Regions from separate parts of the Zea mays genome. Here region 2 is linked to region 1. The links are chromatin contacts, called in public Hi-C maps. All regions are on one chromosome and are shown on one strand. The core of a region is the stretch at or near the end of the contact, and the rest is flanking DNA. Distances in the headings are between cores, read along the strand shown. Region 1 holds the start of LOC100283569 (glyoxal oxidase). Region 2 holds the start of LOC103633963 (ERAD-associated E3 ubiquitin-protein ligase component HRD3).

Region 1 (3,488 bases), core at 352-2,851:
ATGGCAACACCTTTGAGTAGATGTGTCCTTCCCATCCTTGATGCTCCTCACCGAAGCTAGAGCATGGTAGTCGTCGCCTCCCAAACATGTGACACATGTCCTTCTCTTCATCAACTCCTTCGCCATTGTCTGTTGCCTCCTTCATCTGTCCATACTGTGACAACATTGGCCTCGAACCGGCCCAATCTATTGTTTAGGTCGTACTCGTCACTCGTTAGGCTAGCTCGACCTAAAATTCAGTCCGACATGTCGTACCCGGCCGTTCGCCAGGTACAAAGCCCTTTTCGGCACAACCCACCCAACTCCATTGAGTCGTGCTTTTGTACTGGGTTTGGGTCATGCGGATCGAGTGGCCTGTTTGACTATGTATGGCCTCAGGTCAAAGAAAAGGAAAGCAACAACGTGAGCCGTCATGTTGTGTGGCTACACTGAGTGAGTGGGTGGATGAGTGGGGCTACTACGATACTACTCCTAATTTTAAAGCCATTTCAACTCTGTTCATAATGAAAACATCTTATGTTTGATCAACTTGATATAATAAAAATAATAATGTTTATTATACCAAATTTATATTATTACTATTTTATGAATTATATTTCTATAGTATATCTAGTTGATGTTATAAATTTCTTTAATTTTCTTGGTTAAATCCGAGATGTTTTGAATGACTTGTGATTTTGGAATGGAGGGTTTACTATCGTATCGTCTGTGAGAGCATCTCTAAAAGACTAGTTAAATAGATCGCCAAGCTAAAGTTTGGCTATTCAATAGCAAAATAACTCTCCAACAGACTAGCTATCTGATTTATCAAGCTAACTGACTCTCTAAATTTGCTCTCTCGCTAGCTAAATTTAGCTAGCCATTCGACTAGCAAAACTAGATAGATAGTCTGTTGGAGTGAGATGATATATATATAGAGTGTAGTCTTCATAAAAAAGTAAATAGAGAGTTAAATAAAGAGTCAAAAATAAAGAGTCACTTAGAGGTGCTCCGAGCCTGGCTTGTCCACGGCGTTTTCGCTTGTCTCGCCTCGCGACGCGAGGAGGGGTCCGGTGTGCTGTTGTTCAGGGGGGTGCAGTGCAGTGTGCACGCCTGCACGGTTTCTCTTATCGACGGAGTCCAACGTACGTCGCGGTCTCCAAACATGCATGCTGCGGGCCGGAGGGACAAGCCAACATGGTGGATAAGGCAGCAACCACATCATGCCGTGCTCCTTCCTGGTCTTGTATGGGTCAGCAGGGAAGTAAGTACACGAAACGGGATCGAACGACGCACGGGATCGATCGAACGTGTACGTGCGCCAAATTGCCGGTCTGGTTGTTGTGCTCGTCGACTCATGAATACATACCCAAAAACTAAACATCAGAACAAAGAACAAAGTTAATTAAGGCAGGGCCATCAATTGACCAAATAAAGATCGTACTATATAAAAAGAACCAACCTGGCCAAAGCTCACTCGAGCGGAACGAAATTCCATTGTAAAGGCGCCAGCTAGCTGGAGTGTTTAAATGATATCGTGTGAAAAATCAGGGAGCAAAAATGGTGGTCGAAGCTTGGGCACTGCCGCATATATATACACTTCGCCGCTCAACGAGCTAAACACCCCCACTTAACCAAGAAAACGGAATCAAAGAAAACCTGTCCCTGAAACGACGACGCAACATCGTTACGTCTACAAGCCTGTGCCTGTCCCATCGATCGATCAACCATGGAGATTGCATTGGCAGCCAAGAAGAAGAACCGTGCCCGTCGCCACCTCGCCGTTCTTCTCCTGCTCCTCGCCTGCGCCTGCGCCGGCATTGCGCCCGCGAGCGGCGCCGGCGGGAGGTGGGACCTCCAGCAGCGCAGCATCGGGGTGTCGGCGATGCACATGCAGCTCCTGCACAACGACCGCGTCATCATCTTCGACCGCACCGACTTCGGCCACTCCAACCTCTCCCTCCCCGACGGACGCTGCCGCGTCAACCCGCGGGAGCGCGTGCTCCCTCAGGGGGACTGCACCGCGCACTCCGTCGAGTACGACGTCGCCGCCAACGCGTTCCGCCCGCTCTTCGTCTTCACCGACACCTGGTGCTCCTCGGGCACCGTCGCGCCCGACGGCACGCTCGTCCAGACCGGCGGCTGGAACGACGGGTTCCGCAACGCGCGCACCATGCCCGCGTGCAGCGACGGCGACGAGAGCTGCGACTGGTCCGAGACGCAGGACGCGCTCTCGGCCAACCGGTGGTACGCCACCAACCAGATCCTCCCCGACGGCCGCGCGTTCATCATCGGCGGCCGGAGGCAGTTCAGCTACGAGTTCTACCCAAAGGCGGGCCCTTCGGATACGTCCGTCATCCCGATGCCATTTCTGGTGCAGACGAGGGACCCCGAGGAGAACAACCTTTATCCGTTCGTGCACCTCAACATAGACGGCAACCTTTTCATCTTCTCCAACAACCGCGCCGTCCTCTTGGACTACAGCAGCAACAAGATCGTGCGGACGTACCCCGTGCTGGGCGACGGCGACCCGCGGAACTACCCCAGCTCGGGCTCCTCGGTGCTGCTCCCGCTGAAGCCCAACCCCACCGAGGCCGAGGTGCTGGTCTGCGGCGGCGCGCCAGCGGGCTCCTACAACTCCACCAAGCAGCAGCAGGGCGGCACCGCCGGCGCTTTCGTCCCGGCGCTGACGACGTGCGGGCGGATCAAGATCACCGACGCCGCGCCGGCGTGGGTCATCGAGACAATGCCGTCGCCGCGGGTGATGGGCGACATGGTCCTTCTGCCCAACGGCGCGGAGGTGGCCATCATCAACGGCGCCGCGGACGGCACCGCCGGGTGGGAGTCCGCCAAGACCCCGGCGTACGCGCCCGTCGTCTACCGCCCGGACCACTCGCCGGGGGACCGGTTCGAGGAGCAGAACGCGGCGGGCGTCGCGCGGCTGTACCACTCCTCGGCGGTGCTCCTCCGGGACGGCCGCCTGCTGGTGGGCGGCAGCAACCCGCACACCTACTACAACTTCAGCAACGTGCAGTTCCCCACCGACCTCAGCCTGGAGGCCTTCTCGCCGGAGTACCTCGACGCGTCCAACGACATGCTGCGGCCGAGGATCCTCGACCCGTCCCCCACCGGCGCGCCCGCGAGCGTGGGCTACGGGGCGACGATGGCGATCCGGTTCTTGGTCCCGGCATTGGCGCGGAGAAGGCGTGGCGGCCGCGCCGGCGGCCTCGGTGACGTGTCGGTGACGATGGTGGCGCCGTCCTTCACGACGCACTCGTTCGCGATGAACCAGCGGCTGCTGTTCCTTGACGTGACCAAGAACGTGGCGGTGCGCGGCCGAGCCGGCGCGTTCAGCGCGTCGGTGACGATGCCGGCGACAGCGGTGCTGGCGCCACCGGGGTACTACATGCTGTTCGTGGTGAACGGGCACATCCCCAGCGAGGGGATCTGGGTCAAAATACAGGCACAGTGAGAGCGTGCGACGGGGAAGGGGTTATACATTTCATTCA
Region 2 (3,359 bases), core at 243-2,742, 150 kb after region 1:
AGAGTAAGCCCTATTTATTTGAGCTTCTTGGTAGCTTCTCAACCAAAAAGCCAGAAGCACAAACAAACAATTATTTTTCTATTTAACTTTCAGAAAGCCAAAAGCTCAGGAAAAGTTGAGTTTATGTAAAAAGCTAAAAGCCTGGTTTCATGGGCTTTATGTAGCTTTCTAAGTCTAAAAAGTTAATAACATTATTGAAAAGCTATTATTGACTTTGCAGGATCAAAAGCCTAATGATATCTTTTAAAAAACTCCAAAAAGTTGTAGCTCAAAAAACAAGCCTTACAAATTAGTCAATTATCGTCCCATTTATCAAAATCACACATGAAACTTTCAGTGGCCTCGACGACGGTCTCATGAGCCCAGTGGTGCAGCCTTACTAGGGTGTGGGGTGACATGAGTGGACGTGAAAACTGGTCAGTGGGGTGCGTTGTGGCGTGACCGCCGATTTGTAGGCTCAACGGAGTCTTTGCGGCGAAGCTTAAAAAAATACTCCCTCCGTCTCAGGATATAAGGCGTAACCACTTTTTATTCTTGTCTCACAATATAAGGCGTGCTCTCTCTATGCATACGTATATCGATGCAGTGGTATAGAGACAATTAAATGCATTTCTTGGTCTTTGAACCAGAGGTGGTTACGCCTTATATAATGGGACGGAGGGAGTAAGTGACAAGAAGAAAATAATTGAACCGTTTTTTCTATGTAACAAGTGATATGTTAGGTATTTTTTTCTCTAACTTTATTAAATTTAAATTTGGTGGAAACACATGCTCAACCAATTTGACAAATCTAAAGATAGATCCCTTATTTTAGTTAAGTAGATCTACAATGAAACTACTAGATATAAAAATTCAATTTAAATATAGTTTACTAGCATATAGCCTGTGCTAATGCTACGATCCCGCGTAGGGAGGGGTCGACGATGGCGACGACAGCGCGAGGGGGAGGAGTTGATGGCGGAGCTGGTGGCCTGAGTGAGGGGAGAGGGCAACGGGGTTGTGGGGAGGGAGAAGGGGAAGGATGATCCAAATAATATTGTTCATTGAATTTGAATGAGCAAGGGGGTGAGATTATCCGTTGATTTTGATGATGTGTTAAGTTTAGATACAATTTGTTTGGTGGATTTAGTGGATGTTATATGTGTGGAGGTAATTTTGTTGTGTGAATTTTGTAAAGTTTAAACTGATAGATTATATAGTGGTATAGAGATATATATTTGATAGTGTGTTAAGTCTCGATGTAATTTAGTTGATCGATGTTATGGATGTGGGGGTGATTTAGTTGAGTGAGTTTTGTAAAATTTAAACTGATGGATTATACAGAGAAAAAGAAGATAGAGAAAAAAGAAGAAGATATAGATAGATTAAATTTAGAGTCACTCAAGTTTTACAAATAAGTCTAAAACTCGTAAGCCCATGGGCCATATAGAAAGATAGCGCAGCGCACACCCAAGCAAAATCACTTAAGTTCGGATCCACACCAGGCTCAAACGCCAAGCCAATCACGGAGCACGGACACGTCTCCACTGCGGGTCCCATCTCCACGTCATAGTCCTAGAAGCTGCCCGCTCGACATGCCCCACCTGCCAGCATCCCCTGCGCAGTCCCAAGTCCCAACTCCTACTCCCTGCCGTGCAACGGGGGTGAGATCTTGTGTTCTCGTAGGCTATGCCTTCCCCGATGGCTCGCGTCCTGCACCGCCGTCTCCTCCTCCTCGCCGCCGTCTCCTTCGCCGTGGTCGCTTCTCTCCTTCGCCCAGCTGCTGCAGTGCGCCCGTTTGTTTTGGTTCTCTCCGGTGAGGACTTCCTCAAGGATTCGGCCGCGCACCCGTCCCTCCCCTCTGCCGACTCCACCGACGACGACGGGTGGGACGACTTCGCCGACGATTCACCAGCCGCCGACCCGCTCCTCTCCCCGTCCTCCTGGGTCCCTCTTCTTGACCCAGCAAGCCCTCCCCTTTCTGGCGATGAGACGGACTCGTCGGCCGACGCGCTCTTCGTCGCGGGCGCCCGCGCGATGCTCTCCGCAGCGTCCGATGGGGACGACGCGGCGTTCGCCACGGCTGCCGCGCAGATCGAGGCCGCGGCAGAGGCGGGGCACCCGGGCGCGCAGTCCGCGCTCGCGTTCCTCACCGGCGCCGGGATGACGCGCCCGGCATCCCGATCGCTCGCATTCCTGTTGCACAAGTTCGCCGCCGACGCGGGAGATCTTCAGTCAAAGATGGCCCTCGCGTACTCCTACTTCCGCCAGGAGGTGAGGTGGTCAATACCGTTTGCTTTTACTCACTCATACAATCTGCATACTCTAATTGGGGGTTGAATGTTTGAATTCGTTGGCTTACTTGCAAATTGAGGAACTTTTTGGGTCAGATATTAGCATTTTTTGCTTGGGGTTGCGAAGGGTTAGTTCCTGGGTGATCAGGCATTAGAATAGCAAGTTGTTTCAGTTAATCAATTGGTAGTCACATTTGCTGAAATTGGGTGTAGACTTTGATCTTATTTGCTGGTAGAAATCGTGAGGCCAGTGTCTTTGCCAATTTGTAGCGTGGTTCTTATTTTTACCATAACATTTTTAGTTTTTGCACAAACATTACACCTTAGAGAATCAAATTCCCTCTTCATCATTGTAGGGTTATATTTGATGTTAGGTCTACAAATTCTTCTCTAGAACTAATGTTTTTTCGTGACACAGTCATCTTACAAGTTGGAGGTAATTTAAGAAGCAATAATCGAATTGAAGAAATTTATCAGTACTAACTACTAACCATGATGTTTTTTTCACTTGAGTACTAGTGAGCACTGAGCAGCCTGCTTTAACCACATTTACTTATTTTTTATCTTGCATCCAGATTCCAGACATTGGATATCTGATGCAGCGTTCTCTTGTAAATTGCCCTGTTTATTTTGGTGAAGCAAATTAGGGATAGTATTTTACCTTAAAAATAAAGTTTAGCTTCTTGCACTAACATTTAATTCCTTTTGGTTACTTGCATATATTGCACAATCTGTGGTTATCACAATAAGCTTTACTTCATATAAAAAGTAGGGGTTGCCCAATCTGATTCAATAATTATTATCATGTAGCTTGTTCTACTCCAGTCCACTCTGTTGGTGTTTAAATTGGGCTCAACCTGTCAAATCCCATCATTTTAATTTTCAGATGTATGAAGAAGCTGTTATACTATACGCTGAACTTGCAGAAGCTGCCCTAACTAGCTCCTTGATATCAAAGGAGCCACCAGTGATTGAACCAATCCGTCTTCACAGTGGGACTGAAGAAAATAAAGAGGCCTTGAGGAAGTCCCGAGGCGAGGACGATGAAGATTTTCAAATCACAGAGTACCAGGCACAGCGAGGCAA

The links. Hi-C and Micro-C count contacts between places; a contact is called where the count stands out from the background.
Region 2: a contact with region 1 is called in a Hi-C map of endosperm, with 3 times the contacts expected there. The contact joins the promoter of LOC103633963 here to the promoter of LOC100283569 in region 1. A contact is called at or near these places in 3 of 25 Hi-C or Micro-C datasets (ear, endosperm and tassel).

Annotation. Positions count from the first base shown.
Region 1 is chr1:36,280,290-36,283,777 of Zm-B73-REFERENCE-NAM-5.0, forward strand. LOC100283569 (glyoxal oxidase) reads left to right here and starts at 1,602. Exons shown (of 1, transcript NM_001156469.2): 1 at 1,602-3,488. The coding sequence starts at 1,709. The coding sequence ends at 3,451.
Region 2 is chr1:36,427,144-36,430,502 of Zm-B73-REFERENCE-NAM-5.0, forward strand. LOC103633963 (ERAD-associated E3 ubiquitin-protein ligase component HRD3) reads left to right here and starts at 1,493. Exons shown (of 7, transcript XM_008655622.4): 1 at 1,493-2,253; 2 at 3,160-3,359. The coding sequence starts at 1,669.